Linked DNA regions of Mus musculus: all the other regions are linked to region 5. Evidence: chromatin contacts called from public HiChIP or PLAC-seq, capture Hi-C and promoter capture Hi-C data. All regions are on one chromosome and are shown on one strand. The core of a region is the stretch at or near the end of the contact, and the rest is flanking DNA. Distances in the headings are between cores, read along the strand shown. Region 1 holds the start of Rgs19 (regulator of G-protein signaling 19). Region 2 holds the start of Lama5 (laminin, alpha 5). Region 3 holds the start of Cables2 (CDK5 and Abl enzyme substrate 2). Region 4 holds the start of Gata5 (GATA binding protein 5). Region 5 holds the start of Arfgap1 (ADP-ribosylation factor GTPase activating protein 1). Region 6 holds the start of Adrm1 (adhesion regulating molecule 1). Region 7 holds the start of Rps21 (ribosomal protein S21).

Evidence for each region. Promoter capture Hi-C pulls out the DNA fragments that hold promoters and counts their contacts. HiChIP or PLAC-seq counts read pairs in DNA pulled down with a chosen protein or histone mark. Capture Hi-C pulls out chosen DNA fragments and counts their contacts.
Region 1: a contact with region 5 is called in a promoter capture Hi-C map of liver, with 2.9 times the contacts expected there. The contact joins the promoter of Rgs19 here to the promoter of Arfgap1 in region 5. A contact is called at or near these places in 2 of 39 promoter capture datasets (liver and pre-B cells), 1 of 15 datasets of contacts at CTCF or cohesin (large pre-B cells), 5 of 484 Hi-C or Micro-C datasets (CD8 T cells, LSK cells, neutrophils and 2 more), 7 of 115 datasets of contacts at active chromatin or transcription factors (bone marrow-derived macrophages, embryonic stem cells, extraembryonic endoderm stem cells and 3 more) and 3 of 9 other capture datasets (adipose tissue, liver and macrophages).
Region 2: an H3K27ac HiChIP or PLAC-seq map of extraembryonic endoderm stem cells shows a contact between it and region 5. The contact joins the promoter of Lama5 here to the promoter of Arfgap1 in region 5. A contact is called at or near these places in 2 of 39 promoter capture datasets (cranial neural crest and liver), 1 of 484 Hi-C or Micro-C datasets (embryonic stem cells) and 4 of 115 datasets of contacts at active chromatin or transcription factors (embryonic stem cells, extraembryonic endoderm stem cells, large pre-B cells and 1 more).
Region 3: a contact with region 5 is called in a promoter capture Hi-C map of pre-B cells. The contact joins the promoter of Cables2 here to the promoter of Arfgap1 in region 5. A contact is called at or near these places in 14 of 39 promoter capture datasets (the 3T3-L1 cell line, 3T3-L1-derived adipocytes, the HPC-7 cell line and 8 more), 7 of 484 Hi-C or Micro-C datasets (CD4 T cells, CD8 T cells, the G1E-ER4 cell line and 2 more), 10 of 115 datasets of contacts at active chromatin or transcription factors (bone marrow-derived macrophages, embryonic stem cells, large pre-B cells and 4 more) and 3 of 9 other capture datasets (adipose tissue, embryonic stem cells and liver).
Region 4: a promoter capture Hi-C map of erythroid cells shows a contact between it and region 5, with 7 times the contacts expected there. The contact joins the promoter of Gata5 here to the promoter of Arfgap1 in region 5. A contact is called at or near these places in 5 of 39 promoter capture datasets (embryonic stem cells, erythroid cells, liver and 2 more) and 2 of 115 datasets of contacts at active chromatin or transcription factors (embryonic stem cells and pancreatic cancer cells).
Region 6: a contact with region 5 is called in a capture Hi-C map of macrophages, with 4 times the contacts expected there. The contact joins the promoter of Adrm1 here to the promoter of Arfgap1 in region 5. A contact is called at or near these places in 3 of 39 promoter capture datasets (cranial neural crest, liver and pre-B cells), 1 of 115 datasets of contacts at active chromatin or transcription factors (bone marrow-derived macrophages) and 3 of 9 other capture datasets (embryonic stem cells, liver and macrophages).
Region 7: a contact with region 5 is called in a promoter capture Hi-C map of pre-B cells, with 3 times the contacts expected there. The contact joins the promoter of Rps21 here to the promoter of Arfgap1 in region 5. A contact is called at or near these places in 1 of 39 promoter capture datasets (pre-B cells), 3 of 484 Hi-C or Micro-C datasets (the G1E-ER4 cell line and uterus) and 8 of 115 datasets of contacts at active chromatin or transcription factors (bone marrow-derived macrophages, effector CD8 T cells, embryonic stem cells and 3 more).

What each region holds. Positions count from the first base shown.
Region 1 is chr2:181,692,718-181,695,636 of GRCm38.p6, forward strand. Rgs19 (regulator of G-protein signaling 19) reads right to left here and starts at 1,260. Exons shown (of 6, transcript NM_026446.4): 1 at 1,162-1,260.
Region 2 is chr2:180,224,512-180,227,411 of GRCm38.p6, forward strand. Lama5 (laminin, alpha 5) reads right to left here and starts at 1,348. Exons shown (of 79, transcript NM_001081171.2): 1 at 980-1,348. The coding sequence starts at 1,291. It overlaps Gm52542 (a long non-coding RNA gene), which reads left to right and starts at 108. Exons shown (of 2, transcript XR_003953984.1): 1 at 108-172; 2 at 428-1,803.
Region 3 is chr2:180,272,170-180,274,880 of GRCm38.p6, forward strand. Cables2 (CDK5 and Abl enzyme substrate 2) reads right to left here and starts at 1,296. Exons shown (of 10, transcript NM_145851.2): 1 at 931-1,296. The coding sequence starts at 1,286.
Region 4 is chr2:180,333,202-180,335,975 of GRCm38.p6, forward strand. It overlaps Gata5 (GATA binding protein 5), which reads right to left and starts at 1,478. Exons shown (of 6, transcript NM_008093.2): 1 at 625-1,478. The coding sequence starts at 1,168. It overlaps Gata5os (GATA binding protein 5, opposite strand), which reads left to right. Exons shown (of 5, transcript NR_045877.1): 2 at 467-742; 3 at 981-1,120.
Region 5 is chr2:180,965,638-180,968,607 of GRCm38.p6, forward strand. Arfgap1 (ADP-ribosylation factor GTPase activating protein 1) reads left to right here and starts at 1,588. Exons shown (of 14, transcript NM_145760.3): 1 at 1,588-1,692; 2 at 1,965-2,177.
Region 6 is chr2:180,170,272-180,173,157 of GRCm38.p6, forward strand. Adrm1 (adhesion regulating molecule 1) reads left to right here and starts at 1,317. Exons shown (of 10, transcript NM_019822.3): 1 at 1,317-1,417; 2 at 1,763-1,976; 3 at 2,585-2,701. The coding sequence starts at 1,764. Gm29886 (a long non-coding RNA gene) reads right to left here and starts at 979. Exons shown (of 4, transcript XR_867152.3): 1 at 895-979; 2 at 237-512.
Region 7 is chr2:180,255,639-180,258,754 of GRCm38.p6, forward strand. Rps21 (ribosomal protein S21) reads left to right here and starts at 1,741. Exons shown (of 6, transcript NM_025587.2): 1 at 1,741-1,809; 2 at 1,983-2,045; 3 at 2,150-2,213; 4 at 2,348-2,419; 5 at 2,592-2,647; 6 at 2,740-2,806. The coding sequence starts at 1,996. The coding sequence ends at 2,749. Cables2 (CDK5 and Abl enzyme substrate 2) reads right to left here. Exons shown (of 10, transcript NM_145851.2): 10 at 2,901-3,116. Mir3091 (microRNA 3091) reads left to right here and starts at 1,898; the gene lies at 1,898-1,973.

The DNA.
Region 1 (2,919 bases), core at 10-2,509, 730 kb after region 5:
CATCTCCAGTCAGCCGACTGGACATGGGGTCTGTACGCTGGGTGCCCTGCCCCTTTTTCTAGCTCCTTGCACCCATCAAAGGTCAGTTGGGACCACCCATGTCGTCCAGGGTGCTCTTCACTACTGCCTCCTTTCTGGGCAAGGAGAGCCTAGAGTCTGAATCAGGGTTGTCCTGCTCCACATGCCTATTGGAGGGTTCCTTTCCTCCCCAAGCCTCCCAGGTATTGGCCTCCCAAGTCTATGCTAAGAGGCCAGATTCAGCAAATCTGGTCTCTGGGGATAGAAGCTCTCTGGTGAATGGCTGTCAGTGTTGCTCTACAGAAGCAAAAAGAATGCCCAAGCCCACCCAGACCAAAAAAATTCCAGGAAAAAAGTCATAACCTTTGGGAGGAGGACTGACCGGATCCGTTCTCACTTCCATCCAACACTGTCATTGTCCTACCTATACCTCCATGGCAGGGCCGGCCTCTCACCATGGCGAACCCAGCTGCCCAAGCCCACCTGTGGAATGGTAGGCCCCCACCCAGTTCCTGCTTTTTTGCAGGTGGGGTTGTCTGGAAGGCTGGTCTCCCCTTCACGGTCCCTCTTGCTGTCTCTGGCGCCCCCACCCCTTTCTTAAGGAATTCGCCATGGCGCCCAACTCACCAGCGACCTAAAGGCAGATGGGGGCGGGAGGGCCAGGTTCGGACTGGGCCCCACCCTGGCTGCCGAAGGGGCGTGCTCTAAAGCAGTAGGGATTTAAGTCAGACAGCAAGACGTACTCCCGGGCACGAGGTAGAAAGGCTCACGGAGTCCCCGCTCAGATGGGGCCGAGGATGCAGCATTCACCCTTATGGCTCACCGGGCCAACTGCTAGCGGACCCAACTCGAAGGGTGGGTAAGGTGGCAGGTCGGGAGTCTCGTCTGGCCCCTCCCCACCAAGCTAGCGGGCAGGAGACGCGGAAACCTGGGTTCTTCCGGCCCCCACCTTTGAGCAATCACTTCTCAACGCTCTGAGCTGAAGAAAAAGGGGAACCTTGCTGCGGCTCTCCCTCCCCCACGCGCAAGGGGTGGGTCTGGTCCTACTGCGACCTAGATCCACGTGGACCGGTCACTGAAGTCCGGGAACAGAGCCGGCATCTATATCGCCAGGGCCCGTCCACGGTCCGGCGCAGCACTCACCGCCGCGTCCCCGAGTCACGCCGCCCGCGCGCTCCGAAGTCCTGCTGGTCGCCGGGGAGGGGGCGCAGTGCGCAGGCGCCTCCGCGGTACTTCCCCAAAGAGAGGGGCCGGGACTTCCTCGAGCCCCAGCGCTTGCTCGCCCGCAGTGCCCCGCCCCGCGGCGGCTCCTGTGCCCCACCCGCGGCTGGCGTGTCGTCCCGCGGTAGCGTGGCATGGTGACCCTGAGGGGTGAGTCGTACAGAGAGTGGATTGAGCCGGCGCTCCATTCTTGTTAGCTGGGTTTTCCCAACCTTTATGTTGAACACCAGAGCTGAGCCCTGTGTGCTACTTGGCTCGCCAGGATTAGAAGAGGCCTGTGGGAAGGACTGGCCTGTGGTACTGCCCCGTCTGGTCCGACTCTTCGCCTTTCTGAGGCTAGTCTGTAACGTAGCATTAAGAGTCTGTCACTCTGCATTCGAACTTTGCCCGAAAGGGAGGTTCAGGGACTGCAGCGTAAAGCAAGTTCTTACATCAAATCACCCCGAATGTTTCTGGGGCCTGGTTGAGTCCCTTCTGAACTCTCAAACTGCTCCAAGATAGCCTTTACCACAAATGGCCTTGCTCTTTGGTCAACTCTTCAGATCCTTTGTCATTGGGTATAAAATTGAGTTAGTTCATTATCCCAGCATGCTTTGGGCCAGTGTTCATAGTGGTCCGTTGGGGCTCGTGGTTCCAGCACAGGACACACAGTCACACAAGTTGTTAATGCTCACATACTACATCATACATATTAAGTCAGGGATGCAAAGGAGATCCTTCACATGAGTTCTTCAGGCAGTGGGGCAGAGGCAGACTAACTGAACTGACTGCAGTGGACTAGAATGGGAGACAGGCAAGAAAGGGATGGGGTGAAAGGTGAGGAGACAGGATGTTGCCATGATGCTGAGGGGTCCAGGATGAAGAGAGAACAATGGGTGAGAGACTCCCAGGCTCTGAGGGGGGCTTTATGAGTTGACCACAGAACCCTTTGGCTGCCACGCTGGCGGCTTCCTAAGTAAGGTAGAGGCTAAGCACATCTGAACAGGAAGTTACTTTAGTTTAGATAATATTCCTAAGGTAGACACAGGTCAGAACATGGAGGCCCAGTAGACATGGATGAGTACCTGATGGAGGCCACAAACCAAACCTGATTCTGCAGTGTTTGGTGTGGGCATGACCGTGGGTAGAAGTCAGTATGCTTTCCTCTTAATTCCTTTTACCTGCCTGTCTACCTGTTCTCTGCCACCTTACATCTGCTTACCACACAATTAGCATCTTTCCCTAAGCACAGAGAATGCCTCTAAACCCAGGAAGGAGAGCAGGAGCACTGAACACGCGATGCCAGCGGGAATTGAACTGGAGCCCAATAAACTCTGCTTGAGAGCAGTGCCCCTAGGTCCTCACAAGCCCCACCTGATGGTGCGTGGGGCACAGGTTTTGTATTCCTGCAAGATTTCCTTCAGACAGAGGGATCCTATGCCGGCTTTCCTAGCTGCCTCTGTACACCTAGTCCCTCACTGGTATACAGATCCAGAGGTGCTCTTAAGTTGGTCTGACATTTGGTGTGGCGCTCCTGTGTCATTGGAGTGCTTTGTCTTTGTTCTCAGCCCTGTTCTGAAGTGCTTATGTGGGTTACTCGCTGTGTGGGACACTGACTGCAATGACCTTAGGCATATTCCAGTAACCCTCAGGAAGAAATGCACGGTCAGAAGGGGTGAAACAGTGGTATGACTTTACAAA
Region 2 (2,900 bases), core at 98-2,597, 740 kb before region 5:
CCCGAGAACAGGCGGGGTGGGCAGGCAAGGAGGGTGGTGGCCAGGTAAACCAGAAAACAGAACTGAATTCCTTCACCGCTCCCCTTTCTCCACCCCGACGAATCCGTTTTTTCAGCTATTCTTTCCCTCGCCAGCCTCCTTCCAGGAACGTGGAAGCAGGTCCCTAGAGAAGGTAGCTAAAGTTACCAGGCCCTAATGGCTCCCAACTCCTTAGGTCCCTAACGTGAGGCAGGAGTCCTGCGGGGGGGGGGGGGGGGACAACGTGGCCCACCTGCAGGCTCAGCCTGAAAGGCAGGGCTCAGGAGAGTCCTTAGGTACAGAATCCACATCTCCCGGGAGACTAAAGCCCCAGAGCCTACCACCTGCTGGGCAGGGGGCTCCTCCACGATGGCCCACAGGTGTTAGCGCTCTCCACCTCCTTCTGAAGTTCCCAGATCCCAAGCAAAGAAGCTTCTTCAACTTTTGGCTGAGACAGTGAGACCCAACACCAGGAGAAACCGGCGATGGTGCGGCTTCCGCGCTCATTCCGTCCCTATCCGGGAGGCCAACAGGTTCCTGCCTGTCCCGGGGTAACAAGGAGCTCCCGCCCCCTCCTCACAGTCAGCGGGCACCCTGGCCAAGTTCCGCCCACGCAGGGATCCCGGACTTACGGCTGCCGAGGACTGATCACCGGTCCCCTCCTGCCTAGGTCACCCCCCCACCCCCACCCCCGAGCTTCACCAGCCCCAGGGGCCCTTGGTCCGCGAGTCGGACACTTCATTGGCTCTTCCAGAGGCACGTGCCGTGTCTGCACGAGTTTCGGTAGCCGCATCAGGGTCCCCCTTAGTCCATCAAAACATGGGGCCAGGGAGTCTTGGTGGGAGAGTCAGTCCGTACTTACTCTCCCCAGCACTGGGAGCCCCTACGAGATGTCTGGGTTCCGGCGCTAGAGGTGGACCACCACAGGATGGTGTAACCAGCTCCTCCGTGCCGCGCTCACCTGGATTGTCTGATTGGGATCTCCGCCAGCCACCGGACCCCCAACCAGCTTGCAGTAGAGGTCCTCGGTGGGGCGTGAGACACTGCGCGTCGGGGCCTCCTCGCCGCAGGTCGCGGACGCGGTGATGCGAGCGCCCTCCGCCAGGTTGAAGTAGGGCGGGTGCAGGCTGAAGCCATCGCCCCCGGGAGTGCGCGCCTCGCCTACCAGCGCCAGTCCAGCCAGCAGCAGTAGCAGCGGCCGTGGCGCGGGGCTCCGGGGGCCAAGAGCGCCCGGTGCGCTCCCCGCGCAGAGCTGCCCTCCGCGCTTCGCCATTTTCCTGCTGGGGGCTGCGGCTCTAGGGACAGCGCGCACCGCAGGAGCCCGGCAAGTCTAGTTTGGGGCGGCCGGTCCCGCTGGCCCCGCCTGTCCGAGGACGTCAGGCCCCGCCCAGGCCCGCCTGGCGCCCGAGCCTTATGCCCTGGAGAGGGGGTTGGGGGAGGGCATAAGAGAGGGGGCGGCCTGGGGACCTTAACCCTTCCGACCCCGGCCAGACCAGCGTCCTGGAAGGGGCACCTGCTGGCCGCCCGCCAGGCCGCGGGAACTTGGCGCTACTGAGCCTTTCCTCTCTCCCAGGTGGTGGCTTCGATCCCCACTGAGACCCCTTGCTTTTTCCGTGGATGTTCAGGACCCCAGCATGCCGGGCCTGCCTCTACCCGCCCAGCGGCTCCTGTTTTTGTTTCCCTAACTTCAAACAGGTCTCAGCCACCTGGCGCCTCCCCGTTGCCCTAGCCTGTTACTCTCTTCCTTCCCTGTTGGTATTTGAATAAACTGTGTGTAGCTGTGGATGGGGACCCAGAGGAGATGTGATCTGCAAATGGTGGGGGGGGGGGGGGTGGAGAAGACCAGACAGGAGGAGACCCCCTACTTCCTCCATTGTTAGGTCGGATTTAGCCCTGTCTACCCCTTTGGGTTTTAAACTCCTCTGCAATAGGGGATCAATACAAGAGCAAAGAAATGACAGGCGCCCACCCATGGAGCATATCCAAGGATGCTCATTGGCCTATAGGTGCCACTCCATAGGCTCCTTGGGAAGCTAAGACTTTGCTTAGACATCTTTCTTTCTTTCTTTCTTTCTTTCTTTCTTTCTTTCTGTTTTTTTGTTTGTTTGTTTGTTTTTTGTTTTTGTTTTTTCGAGACAGGGTTTCTCTGTACTGTATAGCCCTGGCTGTCCTGGAACTCACTTTGTAGACCAGGCTGGCCTCGAACTCAGAAATCCACCTGCCTCTGCCTCCCAAGTGCTGGGATTAAAGGCGCTGGCCACCGCCGCCCGGCTTAGACATCTTTTAAGCAAGCCGTGCCTCTAGCTCCTGTGTTTCTGGGGTACAGTGGGCTCCAGTTGATCTGCCTGGCTGAGTTGCAAACATTGAACGTCCTAGAGGCTTAGCTAAGATGCTTGTGTACCTCATGTCTGCTTCAGCCACAGCCACTGGATTCCCTTCCCTTGGATTCTAGGACCAAACAGGAAAGCCCCCAGGGGTGTAGAGGTCGAACTCAGCAGCAGGGCTAGCAGCTCCCCTTATCTCCTAGCCAGGCCACCATCTCACGTTTTTGGGTAGGACTCCCATTCTTGCTGGTCCTTCTGGATAATCCCAAGGGTCCCAGTGAGTTCCTGAAACACTGCCATCATGTCCTGGCCCAGTTCTGACCCGTAATTGTCTGGAAAATTTGCACCATCCTCCTGCCCTCCTGACTAACCCCCCAGCCTCCTACAAATCTTAAACCCCAAGGGGCTGGGAGGACCCCAGTCTCCGTTGAAAATGCGAGGTCAAGACAAGCTGCCCTCCCTGGATGCTTCCACTTTCCCTCCCCGGAATTCCTCTATAACCTCACTATTAGTTTTCCACCTGGGGGAGGGCAAGGCAGCCGCTTCCCTTTGCTTCGA
Region 3 (2,711 bases), core at 46-2,545, 690 kb before region 5:
CCAGGCAGGGGAGGCAGAACAGTTACATGTTGCAGACCCTGAGTCCAGCAGGTGTGGGACAGAGGGCAGGGAGGTGGTCAGGTGTATAAGGCCGAGTAGAGATGAGACCAGGTAGGTAAGACCCTGGCCCACAAGCTGAGTTGGGCACACAGCCTGTAAAAAGTGTTTGTGAGTCTCTGTGTAGGGTAGCCAGGGGAGGGATGTGTCTAGAGTCAATTAGACCAAGGGAACTCCGAAATCCATATTCAGGGGACTTTCAAGGTAAAGAGCTGACCCCATATCCAGGAGCTGACAGCTTTAGTGGGACTTTCAAGGTAAAGAGCTGACCCCATATCCAGAAGTTGACAGTTTTAGTGGGACTATCCCTTCCCTCTGGAGGCTGACCAGCTTCAGTTAATCCCAAACTCATCTCCTGTATTCTGGACTGATGCTGCCACATCACCTCAGTCCCAGTCAAGGACAGACGGGACTGCGAGCCTCTCTGACTCTTGCACGCTGCGGTGATGGGCCCTCAAGTACCAGAATGAAGGATCCCTGGACCACCCTGGCTCCTGCATTATGGGCTGAAGAACCCTCTTCCCTAATTACCCGACACCTTGATCTTGGGCTGGTCATCTTGACCCTGTGTCCTGGGCTGACCATTCCGGTTCACCCAGACCTCTGAGTGTTAAGTTGATGGGTACCAGGTGACCATACCTGTGTGCGGGGTGAATGGACCCACCTCATCCCAACCATGTCCAGGTCTGCCGAGCTTGTGGCTTACCCGAACCCATAGGTCAACTACCCCACAACCTGGGAGGAGGGACCTGGCTCACCACCACCGGTGCCCCGGGCTGCCAAGGCCATAGGTCACACAGCCGGAGTGCTGGTTAGGCCTCTAGGCCACCACCCTGACCCCAGCGTGCAGCCGCCCCCGTCCAGCCCACTCACCTTTGGCGCTGCCCGTCCAGGCCAAGGCCGGCGGGCGCCGTCGTGGGGCTGAGCAGGCCCTGGGGCGCGGGCCTGGCTGGCAGCCCCGGGAGGCCTCCAGGTGGAGCGGGCGGCGGCGCGGGCGCCTCGCGGGCCTCGGTGGGCGGTGGCGGCGGCGGCGCTGGCTTCTCGCCTCCGGGACCCAGGCTCGGGGGCCGTCCGTCCAGGGAGATGTTGTTGAGAAAGAAGAGGGCGGCCTGACGGCGCCGGGAGTCCCCGCGCCTCCGCGGCACGGCCGGCGGGTTCCGGGCGGCCGGCGCGGGCCTGGAGGGGCCGGGGGCCGGACCCGGGGCTCCTCCCGCCGCAGCCGCGGCCATGCTCGAGTGCGCCGCCGCGCCGCGCCGCCGCGCAGCTGCCCATTGGCCGCGGCGCGCTTGCATGCAAATACCACCCCGTCACTCCCGCCCATTGGCCGCGGCGCGCCCATATGTAAATATAGTTCCGCGGTTCCTGTCTATTGGTTGCGGCGCGCCTGTATGCAAATACCACCCCGTCGCTCCCGCCCATTGGCCGCGGCGCGCCCATATGCAAATATAGTTCCGCGGTCCCTGTCCATTGGTTGCGGCGCGCCTGCATGCAAATGAGGCTCCTCTGAGCCCTTCGATCGGCTAGCGATATGTGGCTTGCCCCGGCGCTCCCCTGAGTCCTAGAGTCTTCTGTCTGTTGTAGGTTTGGCGTGGCTAAACACGGCAAGGTCGGTAGGTGCACGGAACCTGTGTCCTGTTCTCCCGTCCAGGACTCGGTGTACAGGGCACCCTTCAGCGAATGTTCATTATGGGCTGCAGACTCAGGGTGCGGGCCTGTTGTGGTCACTTGCTCCGGGGTGTTCCCTCAGCCCTGGGGTTCTTCTGGGCAGGTATCCATCCATGTTCCACCAGAGCCTGTAACTTCCGGGCTGTGCCGCCTGGCCTCCTCACTGACTGCTGAAGACACCCGTCTATGGTCTGAGGGCAGCTGACATCTCAGTTGCCTCATGGACGTGGTCTTGAGTCTGCATGATACTGGAGTTTCAGTTTCCTTCGTGGAGGATGTCCAGGACTCGAGTATACAAACCCTTCTGGCTCAGTACCGTGTGTGTATGTCGGCCCTTCCCTGTACAGAGTCTTCACCCTACCATCACCTGCTCTTTCCAGCTCCCAACCTATGTGGACTTCTTATCTTTCTTTTGTTTTGTTTTTCAAGTCAGGGTTTCTCTGTATAGTGTAGACCAGCCTGGCCTCGAACTCAGAAATCTGCCTGCCTCTACCTCCCAAGTGCTGGGATTAAAGGCATGCGTCACCACTGCCCGGCGACTTCTTGTCTTTAAAGTGTTTGATGGATCATTGAAGAAACACAAAGGAAAATCTCCCCAATGTTCTTTTTGGTCTATGGTCACTGCCTGCTCTGGTCCTGTGGCTGCTTAAAATGGGTGCTGGAGTGGAGTTGGTTGAGGGAGAGAGATCCCTGGGAAGTGGCTTCTTTCCTTGGGAGAAGCCATCGGTAGTGTTACCTATAGGAGTTCATACTGCCAGTTCCTTCCCTGCTTTTAAGGCTCAGGCAGGCTGATTCTGTCAGACACCCCCCTCTATCCATGGCATCTCCCTGTCATCCCTGAACAAGTAGGCTTACCCTTACTCTGTTCTGACCCCCCTCTTCTCCACTGCCTTTTCCTAGCTACCCTGCCAGGAACCAGTGACAAGGTGGACAGTTTTCCTGTCTAGTAGAACGCAGGGCTTGGTCCATTGAGTGGTGGGCACTCCCAG
Region 4 (2,774 bases), core at 228-2,727, 630 kb before region 5:
AAAAAATACTCAGAAAGCCAGACAAATGATTCCACGATCAACAGTCTTGGAATCCAATCTAACCTATGTTCCTGTGAGGTATGGAACTCTTAAGATGGAACGTTGCAGAACAAGATGGCTGTGGTGACTTTATCAAATAATCGCTGTTTTAAGCTTTATAAAATTCATTTTCAGCTCCGCTCATGCCTGTAAACTCAGCACTTTGGAAGGCTGAAGCAGGAGGTTTGCTGTTAAGTTTGGAACTAGGTTGTCTTAAAACCAAAAAATACTTTCCAAAACTTCCCGTGAAAACTTTTTAAATGTAGGTTCCAAATCGACATAACCCAGAATGCTTTTTTTTTGGGGGGGGGGGGTTGGTCGGGTGAAAAGCAGAAATATATTATTTTCTTGCTATTGTGCTGAGAAAAGAATTCTGTATCGAGCGTTTTTCATCGTATTGTGTTTCATGAAGTTTCCTGTGTCCTAGCAATTCTAGGCGGGAATCTGCGTGGTCGGACTAGGCAGAAAAGCCCTGACTGCAGAAGAACGCATCTCGGATTTTTGCATTTCGTAGCGCGCGGGTTTATTGCTGCGCGCCTTAGTTTTAGAGCCAGGTCCACCGGGCAGCCCCAGCCCGGTACTCACCGAAGCTGGTCCTGCGGCCAGGGAGGCCACCAGGGCGAGCTTGCAGACCGTGCAGGATGCTGCTGTCGAAGGCTCCGGAGGTCCACGAAGGGGCTACGTCGGAACTCATGTATGCTGGGTAGGTTGTGGGGTACGAGGCGCCCATGGGTCTCCCGAGCGGGGTCGGGTACTGTTCGCGAGCCAGCAGCGCGCCCTGGAAGGCGCCGCCGTCCCGGACCCCCGCGCTGCCGCCGCTGCCCGACCCCGGAGGGCTGTGAGCGAACGGGAAGGTGGTGGCTCCCGGTGGGTGTGCGGCTGGCGGGTGCGGGCTTCCGGAGCCGAAGGCTGAGGAATCAGCGGCAACTGCTTGTGTCCAGCTGGAGTGCGCGGCGAGCGCGGGAGCCTGCGAGCCCGGCTCACACGAAGGCAGGTACGGCAGCATGGAGGGCATGCGAGTGGGTGCCACGAACACCGGGGAGCCGGTTCCCGAAGAGTGCAGAAAGGCTCCGGAGTCGGCGTAAGTGCCCTGGCCGGGGCTCTGGGCTAACGCCAAGCTTTGGTACATTTTTTTTCCCCGCGCGAGCTTGACCTGCAGAGAAGAAAGACGGGCAGACGTCTAGGGCAGGATCACTGGGCCCCCTCCATCAGCTCTTGCGCTCGCCCGGGGCAGGTGCTGCTGCTCCGCTTGGGCACTCCACTTTTTTGAGTCGGTTCACCAGGGCAGGTCCCGGGCTCCTCTGGGTGGAATGACAGGGTTAGATGAGGCGCAGGACCCTAGGAACGAGGTCCTTGCCTTGCGCAGAGATCGCCAGCCAAAGCCCTCACAGGAAGGCGCGGCGTTGGCCCAGGGAGGGTGACCGGTGGGTTGTAGACTGGGTCTCCACAGAGCCGCTCTGTAGGGAATCCCGGGAACTTGGGCTGCCCCGCCCCCGCCGTGCCGCCCCTTCTCTCTTCTAGTCGGTCCCTCCCTCCGCTCAGGGTCAGCGCCGGGGCTCCAGCCGCGGGGCCACGTGACCCGAACAGGCTCTGCTGTCCGGCTTTGAGACCACAGCTCGCCCGCGTACCCTCGGCTGAGCCCGAACAAACAGGGGGTGGGAGGAGGCTGAGCGCGAGCACTCCTGGGACAGCAGCAGCTCTGAACCGTCTAGAACTTTGTTGCTACGGTCACGGGTGCCAGTCCTCGCCCCACGTCTATTCCGAGCTCCCGCCCAAAGCTGGTTTAGTGTCCTGTGGCTGAGGCCCTTCTGAATCTAGGGACACAAGGTGCTGGAGCCAAGTTGGCTTGCGATTGATTCCCCCTATACGCCCGAACCTACGTGGGAATCTAGCTTCAATGGCAACCGCAGGGCTCAGGCTGCTATTCTCTCACTGGGTATTTTGTTCATCAGCAATGACTCGAAGTCCACCAGGAACCCCACAGTACTGAGTTTTTGAACAAGGAGGACCACTCGCTGTTTGACCAGCGCCAGCGAACTCTGAGTAGAGTCCTAAGGCCACAATTGAAGACTGTTAGACTCCAAGTCCCGCGGCTTTCACAGGCTGAGGAACTTGGCAAGAGTCTCTTTCAGCAAGAGACTGATGATAGAGCACCTAGCTCAGTTTTGTTGTGACTTATGTCCTCCGGCTTACCTTACTAGGAGTTCCAGATGAAGAGTGGCCAGAAGGTGCAGCAACCCCGGAGGGCTCGAAGATGGCAGCGAATGTTTCTCACTTTCTCATGCTGGCCCCCCCGGGTGCTGCAGACAGATACGTGGGTGAGGCAGGAGCTCCTGAGATAAGGGAAATACACCTACTAACCTTGAAGTCAGTGTCCAGTGTTTCTGCCGCTCAGCGCGGGATTAGTTTATTAGTCAGAAAGGAGTGAACATTGCCTGCACACTGGTGTCCACGCAACCTGCTCTCTTCAGCGTGTGGAGATCTAGTTGTGAGTCACAAGTGGAAGTGAGGGGGGCACCCTGGGCCTGGGGATGGTACAGACTGTCCTGACACAGGCCCCAGAATCTGAGCCATGGAGGTGCAGAGCAGAAGCTGACTTCGGGTAGTCGTGGGAAGGGGAGCTTGCCAGTGCTTCCTGCTTCAAATTACCTCCCACTGCATTCTCCTGGCCTCCCCTTTTCCTCCCTCCTTGAGGTGGGGGCTGAGTCAGGGCTCTTGGTTGATGCTTCCAGCAC
Region 5 (2,970 bases), core at 338-2,837:
AAATGTACTTCAACACACCTAGCTTGTGTAGGTCTAGCTGTTTCCTCCCTGCTACCTTCCCTGGGAGCCAAGGAACCGTTTGGACCATGCTGGGCCACATCGAGGGTCTGAGCTCAAGGCCTTGACTACTTTTCTGTTATTTATGTTGTAGTGTCATCTGAGCATGACATGATCATCACCACTGAGAGGCACAGTCACCATGGCTGCCCTCAGCCAGAAAAAAAAAAAAATAAGCAAAGCAGCCCAACAATGGCTAGATGTGTGGTAGTGGTGGTGAGGCCATTAACACATCCTCATGATAAAAGTAGAATCACAGAACCCTTACCGGAGGTTCCAGCCACCATTTTCTTATGCCCTGGGCTTCACATGGTTATGTGTATGTGTTTAAGTTTATAGGAGGTGGAAGGTTGAGCCATTATATCTGGCTTAGATTTTGTTCTTTTGTTTGTAAAGGTAGGATTTCTTTGTATAGCCCAGGTTGGCCTGGCACTCACTCTGTAGACCAGGCTGGCCTGGAAGTCAGAGACCTGTCTGCCTCCCCAGTGCTGCAATTAAGGAATTTGCCACTTATGTTCTTAGTAAGCTTCCTGTCCCCTGCATTTGGCCACTACGTTAGCCTGCAGAGGGCAGGTATGAGTTCTGGAACATCCTGGTATACATAAGAGCCTTTCTCACAAAAACAGAAATGCCATGTTATGAAGCTAGGTGGGGTGTCTATAATTCCAGAACTCAGGAGGCTGAATCGAGTTCCAGGCTAAATTAGGCTATGATGTGAAAGTCTATCTCAAATAACAATATCAGGCTGTGGTTAAGTGACTTAAGGCTACGTTTTTTGTTTCTCTCTTTACACAAAGCTCTAAACCTGTGAAAGAAACTCCAACAGTGGATGGAGAAAGGGATCCACTGTCCCTTGAGGTCCCAACTGTATGGATCTGAATTTGATAAAATGCCTCACGGTAAGTTTCGATGCAGGTACGTTTGATTTGACCTCAATAAAACATTGACTTTTGGCCAATTTGAAAGTCAAACGAGCCGGGCGGCGATGGCTCACATCTTTTGATCCACTCGGGGGGGCAGAAGCAGGCGGATCTTAGAGTTGGAAGCCAGCTAGCTCCAGGGCAGCCAGGGCTACACAGAGAAACCCAGTCTCTTAAAAAATAAATAAACAAACAAGTAAATAAAAATAAAAAGCCCAAGCAAAACCGTCAAAAGGCCAATGAGGAAGGAATTAGTGACACAGGGCGGCCCAAAGTGAACACAAAACTAAAACCCGCCGGCTACTAAATACATTGATTTGACCAGAACTGCTTGCCCAAGTCTATTTTAAACCACGGGTCGGAGTTCGAGTTGACAGAAGCCACGGGAAGTCCCTTGTTCCCGGGCTTGGTCGAGACCGTGGACGCCCTAGAATCCCGCTGGAGATAGCGCAGCCCGGATCCATCTGCGCTGCCCTGCCGCACTGCCCACGCAGAGGCAACCCTGCAAACCTGGCGCTCAGCCGAAGGTTTAGACAGACCGGAAAAGAAGCCTCGCCTCGGGCTCGCGCACAGAGGCGGAAGTACCGCCTCGGAGGCCTCCCATGAGCCCTTGCAAAGCGCGACGTAGCCGGAAGCTGCTGGCGGCTGGTGGGGGGATCTGAGCGCCTAGTCCAGCTTGGCACCTCGGCCGGACCCGACCTCCTGGGGGCAGCAGGTGAGTTTGCGGCCAGGACACCGGGCATCCGCGGACCCTCAGTTCCTTGCCCTTCCGGCTCTCAGATCACCCAGTTCCTGGCCCTGTAATCCTCGATTCTGCAGCCCTAGGCCCCTGGTCCCCCAATACCGTGACTGTCCGACGCCCCCGGTCTTCAGCCCTGACTTACTCCCCGGTGCCTCCCGCGTACCTCCCATTTCCCAGCTTCCTGGCCCCGGGTTCTCCAGTCCTTCGACCCGTGACGTTTTTGTTCCTCGGACCCCAAACTCCAGGATCCCAGTGTGCGGCCGTCCAGACCCCCCCTCCCCTGCCTCCCGGCCTGTGAGCTTTACCGCCCTTCAGCCTAGCGGTTGCAGGGACCTACGTGGCCCCTCAGCGCTCTGGTCCCGAGCAGTCTTGGACGCAGACTGGTTCTGCACTGCCCACTTTGTCGGGAAAGGGCCTCAGCCCTTCACTTCGAAAGAAGATTCTGTCCAGAGGTGCCGGTAAGCCAGGTTTTCTAACCTCAGTTTGTTTGATTTTTCCCTTCTTGGTCTCTGAAGTGAGTCCTCTGCGGAAGGAGGAAAAACAAAACATCTCAACAACAGACCCCCACAGGATCAAGCTTCTAAACTTTTTCTCAATTGTACCTGGCAATAGAATATACTGTATTTGCACTCTTAAGGCACCCACAAGTCAGAAGTAATATACACTGTTCCATAGCTGTGCAATGTTTAGAGCATTGAAGCCCTAACTATAGTTCTGGACGAGGTGATGATCTGATATCGTCTGTTCTTCAGAGTGAAGAAGCATAACTTAGACATGGGTTCTTTGTGTTCTCTGAACGGTTTTTGGTCACCCATACTGTGTAGCCTTAGGGCCAAGCTATGTCCCTAGATGTCCCCTTTGACCTCAGATGTACATCACGTCCCATTTAAGAAGCAAATGTTCTCTAGTGTGACATGTAGCTCACTAAAGTTTGAAATCCTTATTTGCTTCATTATCTACTAGGTATGTCTGCCTGAAGGAAGAGTATTTTGTTGTTTTTTTTTTCATTTCAGCTATTAAGAATTCTTAAGGGTGGGTGATATGGATACCAGGTAGGGGTGCTTGCCACAAAGCCTGACTACCTGAGTTTGATCCTGGTACTCACTTGGAGGAAGGAGATACTCAGCTCCCACCTTCTAGGCTTCTAGGCATGCACTTGTGAGCCCACCCAAGAAAGAAATCTTAAAAAAAAAAAAAAAAGGATTCTTGAGGCCTTCTTTAGGCTGGTTAAACTGAGAGATACTTATTTTC
Region 6 (2,886 bases), core at 67-2,566, 800 kb before region 5:
AAAGGTTTTTGTAGTAAAGCTGGAAACTGGGCCAGCGAGATGACTCAACAGGTAACATTGTTTGCCAGGCAAGTCTGGTAACCCAAGTCTGATCACAGGAACCCAGAGTGTAAAGAAGCAAGTTACTGAATGTTGTGCTTAGACTGCCACATGGGTGACACACACTTTTAAAAAAAGGAAACTACACAGGACAGAGTCCAACAAAAAGATGACAGACGCAAGCATGTAGAACTTACTGCATCAGAATTCCAAGCAGGAACTAAAGCGAGTGAGCCACAGTGGCGACAGAAATGCATCTTAGAGGCGGGACTCCCTCCAGCTCAGGCTGGCCTGGAACACGTTGGTGTCGGCGTCAGACAGTAGTAAGTGAGAAAAACTACTTTTCACCTTTGTTTCAGAAAAAGACCGCACACGTTTCACATATACACAGATGGTAACTTGTGGAGCATGCCAGAGAATTCAGCACTGCTTGGCCCTGGAGAGGGCTGGAGGGTGGGCCTGGGGCCTTAAAGCTGTCATAGAGGAAGCAAAGAAATGGAAGTGGTGTGTAAAAGAAACTGTGAGGACTCTTGGGCTTTACATTCTGCGAGCACCTCTGCCCTACAGGAAGGTGGTGGCACCCTACCTGACTAGCTACAAGCAGCCCTTAGACCCCACCCATCCGCGGTGCTCTGTGAACTTGTTCTTACAGCATTGAGCAACCCCATGCTACCTTCTCCACCCCACCTCCACTCCCCCATCCTGAGCAGCCGCTTGTACTTTCCTATAATGTATGTCAAATTAGCACAAAGTGACATGAAGCTGACACTTTCCTCGCTCTCGTGTCAAGAGACTACCTCCTACCTTTTAAACCATGTGACTATTTTATGTCTTGGGCCCTGACACCTCGCTCACCCAATAATGCAAATCAGACAGGCTGTCTCCCTGCGGTGTGGAGAGAGACAGGTCCATTCAGAACTAGATGGGTAACAGCGGACATCCGTCCCAGGGTACGTGTCACAGCTCAACCCCACGAGCACGTTGGTGTACGGTCCGGTGCCCATCACCCTGGTCTCGACCTCTGCAGCGCCGCCCCGCGGGGGCCCTTTCTGCGAGTCGTGGAGGCCGGGGCGCTGTTCCCAGCGCTGCCGCCAGGGGCCACCGCCGCTCCCCTATGACACAGCAACAATAGGGGCCGCTCTGGCCCGCGCTTCCGCCGGAAACAGGCCGCCGGCGCGGAGGCGGGCCGGATGCGATGGACGGTGACCAGGGCCAATCGGGACCTGGTCGGGGCCGGCCGCGCGGCTGACGGAACTCAATCCGCGGCGAGAGCGGCGGCGGGGCGGGCCAAGCACGGGCTTCCGGCGAGGCCCGGCAGGCGCCGAGGAGGAAGAGCGAGCCCGGACGGTGCCCCTAGGCCGAGTGTGAGCACCGCCAGGTAGGGGCCCGGTGGCGGCAGCGGCGGCTTAGGCGCACGCGGCTCCAGGCTGGGTCGAGCGGCGGGAGGACGGGACGCGGCAGCAGCCGGGGGGCCGAGTCAGTCCGGGCCGGCCGCCGGTGCCCCAGACGCGCCGGGGCCGGACGCAGCGAGGCTCCCTCCGCACGGGCGGGCAGTGACGTCGCGGGAGCAGGGGCTCCGCGGGGCTGCGCTCGGCCCTGCGCACAGCCCTGGCCTTGCGCAGCCTGGCGCGCTCCCGCTCCCGGGCAGTCGCGGGCCGACCGGCGTATGGGTGGGACATTGAGCACGCGACGCGGAACGACGGGCCTCGCTCTGTTTTTTCAGGATGACGACTTCAGGCGCTCTGTTCCCAAGCCTGGTGCCCGGCTCTCGGGGGTCTTCTACCAAATATTTGGTGGAGTTCCGGGCAGGAAAAATGTCATTAAAAGGAACTACGGTCACCCCAGATAAACGGAAAGGTCTCGTGTACATCCAGCAGACGGACGACTCCCTTATTCACTTCTGTTGGAAAGACAGGACCTCTGGGACCGTGGAGGATGTGAGTGCCTGTAGCCAGAACAGGCCAGCGGGGCAAGAGCAGGGAATATGGCTTCATCTTCCATAGATTAGTGTAGGGGTCCCAAGGTTGGCAGAGTGCTCCAGTCACTCTGTGAAGCCATGCACCCCGTGGTGACCATGGTTCTTAAGGTTTTAGCAGAGACAGCCTGCTGACAGGGTGATAGGGTGGGCTGGTGGCCTCAGCCCTGGCCTTAAACTTCCAGTCTTGTGGAGGAGTGTGCAGATATGACCCTCACCACAGCCTCGGGTAGTTTAGCGCTCTGAAGAGGCTGCTTTCCTTGGGGCTCTTTGTCTCCCAAAGTACATTGTTCTTTGTTACACTTAGGAGCAGCTAGCCAGAGTTGGTTGACCTTTTACTTCTTGGAACACAGTTCCAGAATGTTTCTGTTAAGTCGTCTGGTCCTCAGAGAGCACTTTTTCTATTCCTCCAGTCTGGGCCCTCTTCTGTTTGTCTTCACTGGGGTCTGAGACTTCTTGACTCCACCCTGTTATTGGGGTCCAGCAAATATTCAGGGACCTAAGCCTTGGTGGTACACACTTGTGTGCCTCTGTCTATCTGTCGTCTGACTGTCCTCCTTGTGTCGCCAGGACTTGATTATCTTTCCTGATGACTGTGAGTTCAAGCGGGTACCTCAGTGCCCCAGTGGGAGGGTCTACGTGCTCAAGTTTAAGGCAGGGTCCAAGCGGCTCTTCTTCTGGATGCAGGTAAGCAGGAGAGTGGTCTACTCTGTCTTTCCTTGTGATTCACTTGGGGTTACTTTCCCCACATTAGAAGGTGCTGACCTGGAGGGCCTGGTCTGGCTGCGTTCCTACCACGGTGGCTAGCTGGTGGTTAGGCACCGGAGCCCCGCTCGTGGACTTATCTGTAGGCACACAGCTCCAGGGCCTCA
Region 7 (3,116 bases), core at 491-2,990, 710 kb before region 5:
TTTTTGGTTTTTCGAGACAGGGTTTCTCTGTATAGCCCTGGCTGTCCTGGAACTCACTGTGTAGACCAGGCTGTCCTCGAACTCAGGCAGGCTGTCCGCCTGCCTCTGCCTCCCGAGTGCTGGGATTAAAGGCGTGCGCCACCACGCCCAGCTAGCCTTGCCCTTCTAGCCCATTCCTTTTGCCTTGCTTAAAAAAAAAAAAAAAAAAAAAAAAAAAAAACCACGATAGATTCCATTCTTAAAGTTAGCCACCAAACTCTACTCCCTTATATGGTCACTTCCTCCTCGTGAGGCTGACTACCAAAGTCCAGCTATTAAAAGTCCTATCCAATCAAAATACACCACTGTGCAGCCCGGTCTAGCATGGAACCCCCCTTTTCTCTTATTAAAAGTTACACCTGCAAGGTCATTTGCTTGTGTTTTTCTGACCAAGTAGAAAACAGCCACTTTAACTCCTCTTCCCCACCCCCATTTAAAGGAGCTCTCTGTGAAAACAGGTGCTTGGGTAAGGTGTCTGTGCCTAATCTGAAAGATAACCCCTGCTGCGCGGGAATTTATTATTTTTTTCAAAACAGGGTTTCTCTGTGTAGCCCTGGCTGTCCTGGAGCTCACTGTGTAGACCAGGCTGGCCTGGAACTCAGAAATCTGCCTGCCTCTGCCTCCCGAGTGCTGGGATTAAAGGCGTGCGCCACCACGCCCTGCGCGGGAACTCTTAATGCATACATGACTACTGGTTTCCAGGTGTGAGGAGGAAAGTGTAGCCTCGGTTTCACCAGACCCCGTGACAGACAGTCTTGGAAGGTGATCACCAGTCAGTGTGCACATGGCAGGGAGGTTCTCCCCAAGACCATGTAACTGGGTGTATGTCCCAGCTCCAGACTGCAGCTCCAGTCCCAGAGAGATATCAGGCATAAAGTTCTACAGATGAGTGAGCAGTGGATTCACTCACGGAGAAATGTAATCTCAGGAGAGTCGTCAACAGCGTGGGCAGTCTTGTGTCCGGGCTGCTCTCTGACCTCGTAAACAAAGAGGCTTACTGAGCATTATGGTGACTGTGGTCTGGGAACTTTCCTTTTTCGAGACGGGAACTCAGTGTAGTCCAGAGTGGCCTCAAATAGATAATCCACCTGCCTCGGCATCCCGAATGCTGAGATTAAAGGCGTGCACTCTCAGGCCAGACTCACTTCCCTAGGCGTGTGGACCGGGTGGCGGCTGGAGCCAGAGGAGTAGGGCAGGGCCTGGGGCGAGGAGGGGCAGGATGGCAAGGACGCAGGGTGAGTAGGGGGTTCTTGAAGAGAATGAATGTGCAGCGGAAAGCCAGCGGTCCAGCTCATTTGATCCAACCTCAGTTTCCTCTTCGGAGGATTGGTCTTCCCGTTCCCGCCTCCCTCCGCCACGCTCGTTCCCCTCCCAGGCTCTGGCGGCGCCTCAGGTCGGTGGAGTCAGGGATCCAGCAGCGGCTGGGCTCCCTCTGACAAGCTAGCCTCGAGGGCGGCTGGAAGACAAGCCAAGTCCAACCTCTCCAGCGGAGGACGGAGGGGCTGGACTCCGCAATGGAGGCGGGGCCTGAGGAAGAAGGCATGTCTTGGCTGGAGGCGGAGACAGGGACCGATGCCTGTGCTTTGTGCGGAAAGAGCCAGGCTTTCTTTGCACCGGAAGCGGAAGTTAAAACACACAAACAGGCCTCCGGTATGGTGGATACGAGTACCCTGACCCGGAAGCACTTACCGAGGACCCGCCCTCCTGCCCAATAGTGCTGCGGAGGCACGAGCTACTTCCTTTCTGCGCTCTCGCTGGACAAGTGAGCAGGTAGGCCTCGGTGCGGGCTGTGTGCGAGCGGGGCCGGGCTGGGCCGGGCTGGGCGCAGTTGGGGAGGTCGCGGTCACATGGCCGAGAGTGCTTGCGGGCCATGGGTCTGGTTGGGCCCGCAGACTCGGAGTGCGGGCCTGACCAGTCTCAAGACCTGCGTGGTAACTCTGCAGGGACGGCCTCAGGATGCAGAACGACGCCGGCGAGTTTGTGGACCTGTACGTGCCGCGGAAATGGTGAGCATCTGCGGGCCCGTCATTCTCGCGCCCGCTTTCCCCGCTCCCATTCATCCACTGTTCTTTTGCGACCTATTAAACGCACTGTGCATCTCTTTACCCAGCTCCGCAAGCAACCGCATCATTGCTGCCAAGGACCACGCGTCCATCCAGATGAACGTGGCCGAGGTGAGCTGGGAACCTGACGGTTCCTGAGGGAAGGAATTACGAGGCCCTCAGGCCTCAGCCTGGCTCTTGGTGTGTTTACTAACATCGGGGTGAGGTCGAATCTTCCAACCTCTTTTTTTTTTTTTTTAACCCAGGTTGATAGGACCACAGGCCGGTTTAATGGCCAGTTTAAAACCTATGGCATCTGCGGGGCCATTCGCAGGATGGTGAGTTCTACCACCTGGTCTGCCTTGTACTGTTCATGTGACATCTGAGCTCTGATGGTGGTGTCCTTTTCTTCCTGTGGGAATGGTTTTGGGCTTAATAGTGCATGCTCTGCCTGCTAAGCAGGGAGCCAGCTCTGTGTGGATACTCAGGTATTTATTTTTAATTTTAAAGGGCGAGTCAGATGATTCTATTCTCCGATTGGCTAAGGCTGATGGAATTGTCTCAAAGTAAGTGTGGGGGACAATCTCACATTGGGGTTGAGTGGCTTGGGACTTCCCAAGAGATACAGCTTTTAATACTACTTTTTCCCCTTTGTTAGGAACTTTTGAGCAGAAGAAATCGGGAATTTGTTACAAATAAAAGTTTTAAGTACCTGTGACAGTTAAGTCTGCTTTTGCTGTTTTTACTATGTAGGGCTGGTGTTTTTATTGTGACCAGAAAAGGGCCGCACACTTACCTGAAAGGAGACAAGCAAGGAAGTATGTTGCAAAAACCAGTTTTACTTTAACAAAAACATTTTAACACCTTCCATTCATAACCTACTGGACATACACCACATTCTGAGGTCTGACACAGCTGTGTCCTGTTGAGCGCTGCGGGTGCAGCACCAGGTCTGTGGCATTGGGTCACAGTCCAGCTGGACACCATGGATATACCTCAGATTTCTGGACTCAGTCTATAGGACTCTGTTTAGCC